Linked DNA regions of Capra hircus: region 1 is linked to region 2. The links are chromatin contacts, called in public Hi-C maps. All regions are on one chromosome and are shown on one strand. Each heading gives the region's core, a stretch centred on a gene start, on an enhancer-like site or on the middle of the called end of the contact. The rest is flanking DNA. Distances are from core to core; before and after follow the strand shown.

The links. A called contact is a pair of places that touch in the nucleus more often than the background predicts.
Region 1: a contact with region 2 is called in a Hi-C map of blood, with 2.5 times the contacts expected there. The contact joins the promoter of RPL3 here to the promoter of CBX7 in region 2. A contact is called at or near these places in 4 of 5 Hi-C or Micro-C datasets (blood and liver).

Annotation. Positions count from the first base shown.
Region 1 is chr5:109,674,387-109,679,486 of ARS1.2, reverse strand. It overlaps RPL3 (60S ribosomal protein L3), which reads left to right and starts at 2,778. Exons shown (of 10, transcript XM_005681086.3): 1 at 2,778-2,857; 2 at 3,796-3,988; 3 at 4,723-4,891. The coding sequence starts at 2,855.
Region 2 is chr5:109,533,237-109,538,440 of ARS1.2, reverse strand. It overlaps CBX7 (chromobox protein homolog 7), which reads left to right and starts at 3,749. Exons shown (of 6, transcript XM_013964352.2): 1 at 3,749-3,992. The coding sequence starts at 3,924.

The DNA of each region.
Region 1 (5,100 bases), core at 1,529-4,028, 140 kb before region 2:
CAGAAAAACATCTGCTTCTGCTTCAGTGACTATGCTGAAGCCTTTGACTGTGTGGATCACAACAAACTGTGAAAAATTCTTAAAAGATGGGAATACCAGACCACCTTACTTATCTCTCCTGAGAAACCTGTATGCAGGTCAAGAAGCAACAGCTGGAAAAAAAGAAAAGAAGCAACAGTTAGAACCGGACATGAAACAATAGACTGGTTCAAAATGGGAATGGAGTACGGCAAGACTGCATATTGTCACACTGAAAATTTACCTTATATGCAGAGTACATCATGTGAAAGGCCAGGCTGGAATTGGGCCAATGCCCCACTTTTTCGTCTTTGATGGGTGGCCTTGGAACTGGCGAGTGTGTCAGGTAGCTTGCTGATGTGTTCCAGTGACCACATACTGAGGCTCAAGGTCTAGTGGAAGTGGACTAGTCTGTTATCTTGGACCTATTTGGTTTTAATCAGTACCTGGTGTCCCAGGGATTTGTCATTCTTTCAAAGGTTGTGCCCTGCCCCCTTCCCTTTTGCGTCATTCCCACAGCCTGGTGCAGCATCTGAGATGCAGCGAGACTCCAGGAAGAATTTCTTATTGAGCAAATGAGTGACTCAGGACCCCAGAGCTCCTTTTCCAATGAAGAGGTGACTGAACCCTGAGTCTGATGTCATGAAAACCTAACCTAGAATCAGACTTGAGCTCTGTCCTTTCTTAATTGTATGACTTTTGCCAAATTATTCCTTTTTGGCCTGAACTTAGTTTTCTCTGTAAAAGGGGACAGTGTGGGCCATAATTCCTTGTCTGCCATTCTGAAATAAAAAGTTTTGATTTATAATGTTAAGTTTCTGGTATAAAGGAAAGTGATTTGGTCATATATTCTTTTTCATATTCTTTTCTACTATGGTTTATTATAGGATATTGAATACAGTTCCCTGTGGCATACAATAGGACCTTGTTTCTCTATTTTATACACAGCAATTTGTATCTAATCCCAGTCTCCCAATTCATTCCTTCCCTAACCCTTTTTCTCTTTGATAACCATACCTTTGTCTTCTATGTGAGTCTGCTTCTGTTTGGTAAGTAAGTTTATTTGTATCATATTTTAGATTCCACACAAGTGATATCACAGTATTTGTCTTTTTCTGTCTTCACTCAGTATGATACTCTCTGCTGCTGCTGCTGCTGCTGCTGCGTCGCTTCAGTTGTGCCCGACTCTGTGCGACCCCATAGACGGCAGCCCACCAGGCTCCCCCTGGATTCTCCAGGCAAGAACGCTGGAGTGGGTTGCCATTTCCTTCTCCAATGCATGAAAGTAAAAAGTGAAAGAGAAGTCGCTCAGTCGTGTCCGACTCTTAGCGACCCCATGGACTGCAGCCCACCAGGCTCCTCCGTCCATGGGATTCTCCAGGCAAGAGTACTCTCTAGGTCCATCCATATTGCTGTAATTTGAATTATGAAAAACTTAAGTCAGTTGGTGGCAAAAACGAAACTAATCTGAATTTTTTAGGCAGCAAAGTTAGCCTTGAACTGTGGGGCTATTTATTCCACTCCATGTGAATATTCATATCTCTTTACAGAATTAATGTGTTTCATTAAAGAGCTTAGGGAGGATTACATAATATACAGTATGTGCACCATACTGCATGATATTATCTAAAACATGGAAAATGCTGAATTTGGAAACAGATCTGGCCTCAAAGATTTCCAATAAGGGGCTGAGGACTCTCAACACTGCCACTGGGGGATGGAGTGAAGGTTAGTTGAGAACGTTTTCTTAATAACGGTGTGAGCAATGGCCAGGCCCAGAATCAAAGAACAGAACGGGGTGGGATGGAGGTAGAAGGTGGGAAAGTGTGTGTGTGTGTTCACCCACAGAAAAGAGGCTGGAGCAGCTAGTTAGGGCAGATTCTTGGCTTGCAGGCTCAGGAGTTAAGCCTTAAACCAGAGGAAATAACTAGGAGTGGGGGTGAGGAAGGGCATGGGAAGTAACCAAAAGATAATACGATTTTTAGATCTGGATGGACAAGCCTGGCGGGAGGGTGAGCAACTAGGAGACTCCTAGGTGACCACGAGCCCAGGCAGAGATGAGCGAGGGTCCTTCACGCAGAGGATCTGGGAGGCAGGGAGAGCCAGGCTTCGTGACGCCCGGCAGCTGGTGAGGGTTTCGCCGCCTCAGACCTTCAGAATCAAGAGCCAGGCCCCGCTGCCCGATAGTGGAGGAATGGCCTAGATGGAGCTAGAGGGAGGGGAAATCCCAAATCAGCACGCATTAAAGGCAAGCTGGTGTCGGGAAGAGCCTCTGAGTTGGGAACCAGGAAAACCAGGGGTTCAGTCTTTTCTCTCTAACTTTGAGTTGGTGGGGGCTGCGCAACTGATTCCACTTCCCAATATGCCTGCAAAATGGCAACAGCGATGATCCAGAGTGCTGGAGGGAAAGGATATACCACGTGTGAAAACGCCTCGGAACTGAAGCCCCAGTAGGGTTATTCAACTCCAGAGGTGACCGACCATCTCCCTTCACCGTAATAGCGCGTTTCAACGTTTCCTCAAAAGTTGGCTACTGCCCAACGTTGTAGGGTAACAGTATTTTCATTTTATGCCGGCGCGTCCGAGAATTTTCACCAAGTGTGATCCCAGCCGCTCGCCGTAGGACCTCTAAATCCCGCCTACCAAACTGACGCCCTGGTCTGAGCGCAAGCAAGGCGAGAACGAGCATGCGCGGAAATGGAGTCTAGTGTCCGCCCCGCGACCTGACGTCGCAGCGGGTGCGCGCTCGTACGCCGGAAGGGGCGGAGCCAGACTAGCATTTATATATCTCGCGCGGCCCGCGGGCCGACCTCTACCGGCAGCTTCCGACTGCAGGATGGTATGTAGTGTCATGGCGGCTTCCTCTTTGTCGTGTTGGCATGGCTGAATCCGCGGCACATCGCCGCCATCTCGGCTCACCCGGCGCCGGGGTTCTGCTGTAATAGCACGGGGCACTCAGCGGAACCCGCGGTCAGGTCTATTTCCTGGGAACGTCTGGGACTTGAGGATGGTGTGGGGGCGGCCGAGAGGCCTTGGCTTGTGGGGCCTGGGCCCGACAATTTTCAAACCATAGACTGACTTCCTGGATTTCGATCTCAGCATTCGAGATTCAAGTCTTGAGCCTTTTGGCAGGAGGACAGTGTGTGCGATTGTTTGGCTCGAGTGTTAAAGAGGTGCAGAAATACAGGCTGTCAGGCTGGGGAGGGTATTCGGGGCAGGAGTTGTTGAGGCCTCATTCTGAAACGTCTGGGAAGGTTGGTACAACTCCTTTGGCCTCTAGAGTTGTCAGAAACCAGAAATGATGAACTTATTGACGGGCGGACAGAGACGCTGTGCTGATTGTCATGTTCTGATTTGGCTCTGCCGAGTTCTAGTGGCCTCCATTTTCCAGTTTGGCTCCCGCTGGGAGCATGGGGAATCCTTCAGTACCTTTGCCCACCACCCAGCCCTTTGACAAGGAGTCCCTGGGCAAAGTGGCAATAATGATGATCAGAATCTTGAGCGTAAGGCTTGTTAAGCCATTCTTAATGCGACTCTCTGGTGTGTCTTTGTCTTTTTAAGTTATAAGGTGAAGGGTTGAGGTAAATAGTCAATTCAGGTGTGGCTGAATAATGCCTTCTGGATGTGTGATTACGAAGAATTTAACTTAATTCTGAATGTAAATTTTTTAACCTGGGTTGCTGGCGTGGAGTCATCATTGCTTGAAATCCTCTTGAAACCTAGGCCTCTGGGAACGAAGCTCCTCAGAAGGTGCTAACGTTCTTCTATTTCTCTTAGTCTCACAGGAAGTTCTCTGCTCCCAGGCACGGGTCCCTGGGCTTCCTGCCTCGGAAGCGCAGCAGCCGGCACCGCGGGAAGGTGAAGAGCTTCCCCAAGGATGACTCTTCCAAGCCCGTGCACCTCACCGCCTTTCTTGGCTACAAGGCTGGCATGACCCACATTGTGAGGGAGGTCGATAGGCCAGGGTCCAGTAAGTACATGCTGCACCTTTCTAGCTGATGGGAGAGCTGGAGTTGGTGGGAACTGACTAGATGGGGCCAAGCAGTCAGAAGGGAGCAGGCTTTGGGGGAGATCAACAGAACCTCTGGACTTCAGAATGGAAATATATTTTAGGATTGATTAGTGCTCCAGAGTTCAGGTGACTGGCATTGTTACAGGCAGAGGGGTGTAATGAAGTCAAGGAGCATGGCCAGTAAATTTGTTAAGAGCCAAAGAATAGAAGGATTCCCCCGCTGGCTCAGTGGTAAAAAGAAAACCTGTCTGCCAAGCAGGAGACCCCTGGGTTGGTAAGATCCCTGGAAAAGGAAACGGCAGCACGTTGCAGTATTTTTTTCCTGGGGAATTGAAGTAGAAAAGTGACTGAGTAGAACACATAGCACTGAGTACTGAAACATAGCGTTAGTTAAAATGGTTTCTAGGCTCCGGTGTTACTACCTTACTATACTTAGTATTCTTGTATTCTGAAAGCAATGAGGAATTAGTCTCTAGAGATGGTTATAGCAGAGCAGACCTGGAGCCAGACTTAACATGGTTGAGTAGGGTCCAGATGGTTTTGATTGAGTTGAAAATATCTGCGCGCCAGCTGAACAGTCTGTAGTGAGGACAGGCCTGAGAGGTGCAGACTGCTGCAGACCCCTGGCCTGGGAGGGCACGTGTAGGGACTCGCTAGTCCACTCAGCTTTTGACTGCTTGCTTTATTTGCAGAGGTGAACAAGAAGGAAGTTGTGGAGGCTGTGACCATCGTGGAGACTCCGCCCATGGTGATCGTGGGCATCGTGGGCTACGTGGAAACACCCCGAGGCCTCCGGACCTTTAAGACCATCTTTGCTGAGCACATCAGCGACGAGTGCAAAAGGCGCTTCTACAAGAACTGGTAAGGGAGCCGCGGCTGGGCTCCGCCTGGGTTGGCTGGGGGAAAGGGCCGTGTGCTGCGTAGGGCCTTAGCTCCATGGCCGACGGCAGGGCAGCTGCTCTGGTGTCAGGCTTAGTTGCCTCTTGGGCAGAACAGTTCTCAGGGACAATGGGAGCAGCGTCCCGGGACAGTTCCTTTGTTATAGACCTTGGGTGCTGTCTCAGTTCAGC
Region 2 (5,204 bases), core at 2,500-4,999:
CTTGGTATCTGCTAGGGGTGATCTCATCACCACCAGCCTCTCTCTCTTCAGCTCCTTCAAGGGCACCTTGACTTGTCCTGGCCCTTTGCACTTCCATACAAACTTTACATTCAGTTTATCCAGTTCCCAAAAAATTCCTCCAGTGAGTTTGATTAAGCTTGCCTTGACTCTTGACTTAGACCGATTTGGGGAGAATCGTCGTGGTTCCAGGACTAGATCTTTCAATCCATGAGCATGGTTTAACTCTCCATTTTTAGATAGTCTTTAATGTCTCACAATGAAAATTTATGATTTTATTCCAGAAGGACCTAGATGTATAAATCAGTATATTTATTTCTAGGTCCTGTACATATTTTTATTATACTAAAAGTGATATTTTCTAATTATTTACTGCTGCATAGGGGAATACAAAACACAACAGATTTTTGTATACTGACTTTTTTAATCCAACAATTTTGCTAACATGTCTTTTCAATTCTAATATTTTGAAGAAATTTTGGATTTTCTACACAAAACCAGAAAATAGTGACAGTTTTATTTCTAATCCTTTTCCCTTAGTTTCATTTATTATCTTACTGTCTAGTCAACACTGTTCAGAAATCTAATGTGAGTCATAAATGCAGACCGCAGGTATATTTTAAAATTAAAATTAATAGCCATGCTAAAAATGTTAAAAAGCAGGTGAAATGAATTTTTGTAAAATAGTTCATGTAACCCAGTGTATTAAAATATTCAATATGTAATCAACATACAATTATTAATGAGACCATTTTATGGTATGGTTTTTTTTGGTACTATTTAAAATTCAACATGTTTAATTTTACTCTTACACATCAATTCAGACTAGTCACATTTCAAGATCTCAGTAGTGATAGGGGGCTAGTGGCTACCATATTGGATAACACAGGTCTAGAATATATTCTGTGCTATGTTTAATGTAAATGGGGGTTGCAATCATCCTTGCCTTTTTACTAATCTCAATATTTCACTATTAATTAGAATATTTGCTGTAGGATTTTTGTAGATACTTTTACCAGGATAAAGTCATTCCCTTGTATTCCTAATTTGCTACAGGTTTTAAAACATAAACAGATCTTAAACATTCCATGTATCATTTGTAATAACAATATGTCTTGCTTCCTTAACTAATGGTGAATTACGTTAACTGATTTTTTTTTCTTTTGCTTTGCAGTGTTTATTGCTAATGAATGGTAGCATTTTCCCCAGGATTTTCAAATTGAGGTATGCCTGCCTGCTGTTTCAGTTGTGTCCTACTCTTTGTGACCCTATGGACTGTAGCCCACCAGGCTCCTCTGTCCATGGAAAAATTCAATACAGCTAGTGTTTTCATAGAAATAACTTTTGCTTTTGCTGATAACTTTCTGCCCTTAACTTTGCTGCTTTTGTGAATATCTCCTATGTCTTGAAAGGAGAATATTCTGCACTTGTAGCTACACTGCTCTGTAAAAGTCCCCTAGTCAAGTTTCTTAATATTATCATTAAATGTATTTCTGCTTGTTCTGTTGATTACAGAGGGATGTGTTTTTAAATCTCCCATTATAATTGTGGGTTTTTCTATTTCTCTGTAGAGTTCTCTTTTTTTTATATATATTTTAAGACTATGGTCTTTTCATATGAGTTTGAAATTGTTCTTTCCTTCTGGTCAGTTGGACCATTTTCAGTGACCTTTTAATCTCTGTGATTGTTTTCTGATACTAAAATAACTGCACCAGTCTTCTTTTCCTTAGCCTTTGTATTACAAGAATTTTTTTTTTTTTAACTACGCATTTCCTTTCACCCTTTCAGTGTCTTTGTTTTGGAAATGTTTCTTGTGGATGTCTCTTGTAAATTACAGGTAGTTGGATTTTTATCCTGCCGGGTAATCTTCGTATTTTAACTACAACATTTAGTCCACTTGCATTGTTTTATAGTACATTTGAATTTATAACTTATTTGTCTCATCTATCTTGTATTTTTCTCTCCATTCTTGCTTGTTTTAGGATTGACTGGATTGATTTTCTCATTCTGTTTTTCCCCTCTAATAATCTGGCTAAATATTATATACTGCATTTCCATTCTTTCTGTTTACCCTGTTAATGACAACTTACAGTCTTAACTCATCAGAGTTCAAGTATATTTGCTATCTATTTTCATTTTCCTTCTGAGGACTAGAAAGATAGAACACTTTAATCCATTCACCCAAGTTCTATGCCATTGTTGTGTATTTTAATTCTATTTTTATCCAGAAGACATTGTTATTGTATTATCAATGTTCTTCATTGTTCTTTATTCTCTGTTGCATCAGACCTCTGTCTGTGATCATCTTCCTCCAGCCTGCAGTTCTTCCGTTGGAATTTCCTTTAGGGAGGGTCTGCTACTGGCAAAGTCAGTTTTTGTATTTGTAAATGTTATTATTTCCCCTTGTTCTGGAAAGACATTTTCACTGGGTACATAAATCTTGAAAAAAATTTCACTCAGTTTCTAAGATGACGGTTATTTTCTTTCAGTGCTTTGAAGGTATCATTCTACCTCCTCCGGGCTTCCGTTGCTCCTGATAAAAAGTCCGTGCAAATCATTTCTTTTTCTTTTCTCTTTTTCTACCCCGGACGCCAGGCAGAGGCGTCTGAACTTTATTCTGAGGGGCACAGGGAGCTATGGAAGGTTTTAAAGCACTGAGGTGATCCAGTCAGATCTGCATTTTAGAAAGCGCACTCGGGCACTGTGGACTCGGAGGGCATTGAGAAGTGAGAAGGCAGTTGCTGCAGTCCAGAGAAAGGACAAGGGGTGTGGATGGGAGGAGGTCAGAGAGGCAGGACTTGGGGGGTCAACGGAGGCAGGCGGTTGGGAGCCCAAGGGGCATGGATGACTCGGGTTCCTAGTGAAGATGGAAAGCTGGCGCCGTAGGACAGACAGAACCGTGTTGGAGTGGATGGGGATAATGAATGGATTTGTGTGAGATCTCAAGATCCATCCATTCCACAGAGTCGAACACCTACTACGTGCAGACTGTCAAGTGCGTGTGACTGGGGACTTGGGGCTGCGTGGCGTCAAAATCCGTCCCGCTGCTCACCTTAGATTCGCCGCGGCCATACCTGCCGCCAAGTATTGCCTAGCGGGGGCCCCTGAGGCAGCGGCCGCCTGGGGACCAGGCGTCTCAGCACAACCGCCCAGACGGACAGACGGACGTTAAGGATGGACGCGGAGGCGCCTGCTCAGGACTGGCAAGCCACACCGCTCCAGAGCCTGGATCCAGAGAGACCGTGGTACTGAGACACCCTGACAGGTTGGGAAACCTTGGCCGTCCCCGCCCTCCTGACGCCCGAGGGTCCGCGCCGCGATCTCCTCTATTCTTTGTTGAGAGGCGAGGCAAATGGCCTCACCGCTCTCCCCCGGGCCCTCATATGCCCAGCCGGGGCCAGGCCGTTTCCAGACCCTCAGAGTCACCGGGAGGACTTAAGAAAACACTCCTGGGTGCTAATATCTCGTCCGACACACCCGCCTAGCGGAACCCCAGCCAAATAAGTCCCGCGGGCCGCCGGCTTTGGAAACAGACACGCCGCGCGCGAGGCCCGGGGGCGGACCTCCAGAGGGGCGGGCCCGAGCGGGAGGCGGAGCCAGGGGGGCGTGGCCGGCTAGACGGGAGCCGAGCCCCCGCTCCGCCCCGCCCCGCCCCGCCCTCGCCCCCGCCCGGCGCGCTCGCCCGCGGGCTCGCTCGCGCAGAGGAAAACGTTGCGCAGGTTCAAAAATGGAACGTCGGCGGCGTGAGGGAGCGCGAGGGGGTGTGCGCGCGTGCGCGTGCGCGTGCGCGCCCGGGCGAGGGTGACGGGGACCCCGCCGGCCCGAGCATCGCGCGCCGCAGCCGCGGCCCCGCAGCTCCGCCCCCGGCCCGGCCCGGCCCCGGGCCCGCTCGCCCGCCGCCCCGCATGGAGCTGTCAGCCATCGGCGAGCAGGTGTTCGCCGTAGAGAGCATCCGGAAGAAGCGCGTGCGGAAGGTGAGGCTGCCCGGGGGGCGGCTCCCAGGACCCCTGTGGGGTCCCCTTCTGTCCCCAGTACTGTCCCCTCTACCCTGGAGGCGAGGGAGAAAGTGGGGGCGGGGGGACCCAGGCAGCCCCGCGCTGCCGGGCCCGTATCCCCAGCCCGTGCCTCAGTTTCCCCCGCCACCTTGTAGGGAGCGTAGAATTAAAAGTTGTCGCCCCAGGATGCTGAGGGCAGCTGAGCCAGCCAGAGCTGGAGAGTAGGATCGGACTGGAGGGACCTCGAACGCTATCCGTTCTCACCCTCCTCCCATTAAATATGGGGAGACTGAGGCCCAAGTTGAAGAAACGTGTGTTCGCATTGGAGCTGGGTCTCGAACTCAGGACTCTCTACTCTTGGTGCCAAGTCCTTTGAAGTTGGAGGCGGAGCTTTGGAAAAGCCTCCTCCCGCCTCTTAAGTTTAACTGCTGGACTTCGACCTTTTCCGATCCCCTCTACACCCCCACCTCCGCGTCTCTCCCCGACTTCAGTGCACACCCCCTCAGTCTTTCCCTCCCCGACTCCCAGCTCCGCCCGGCGGCTCGGTGAAGCCGCCTACGGCACTTCGGCATCCTCAAAGCTCCTCCCCCTTTGCCTTCGCCTCCCAAACATCCACCCAGCGATTTAAGGAGGCATCTGTTCTGCTGTGTTTTGTCCCCGCGCCTCGAGCCTGGACTTTGGCCATGCCCATTTCCGGTGCACACGTTTGCGAAGTAGTCTGGCCCCAGGCTGGAAGTTGGGACTGGAAGGCTTTGGGGAAATTTCCTGTCCCAACACTTAGAACCACTATCCTTTTATCTCCTCCCTGCCGCCCCCTTGAGAGGCTCTAGCGGCAGGGCAGGAGTTCACCTCCTCCCATTTGACGGAGGCACAAACTGAGGCCCGGGCTGGGGAAGTGACCTGACCAAGGTCAAACAGTAAGTTAGAGATGAGTGCAGAGCCGGAGTTCAAGTTGGCTCATTGCCAACTCATCTTTGAAGGGAGAAAACTCAGCCCTGTTATCTTGGGCTAAGGGTAACGGGGTCAAATTAGGCCATGACCTTATCTTTTCTTCCCCCAACTCCAGTGGGGTTGAGTTTTGTCTTCAGTTCGGGGCTGCCCCTTCTCCTTCTCCCTTCCCTCAGAGTTTCCTTAATTTGAATTTGTTCCTCAAAACCCAATGCTTTCCATGCAGTGTAGCCTAAGCAGGTA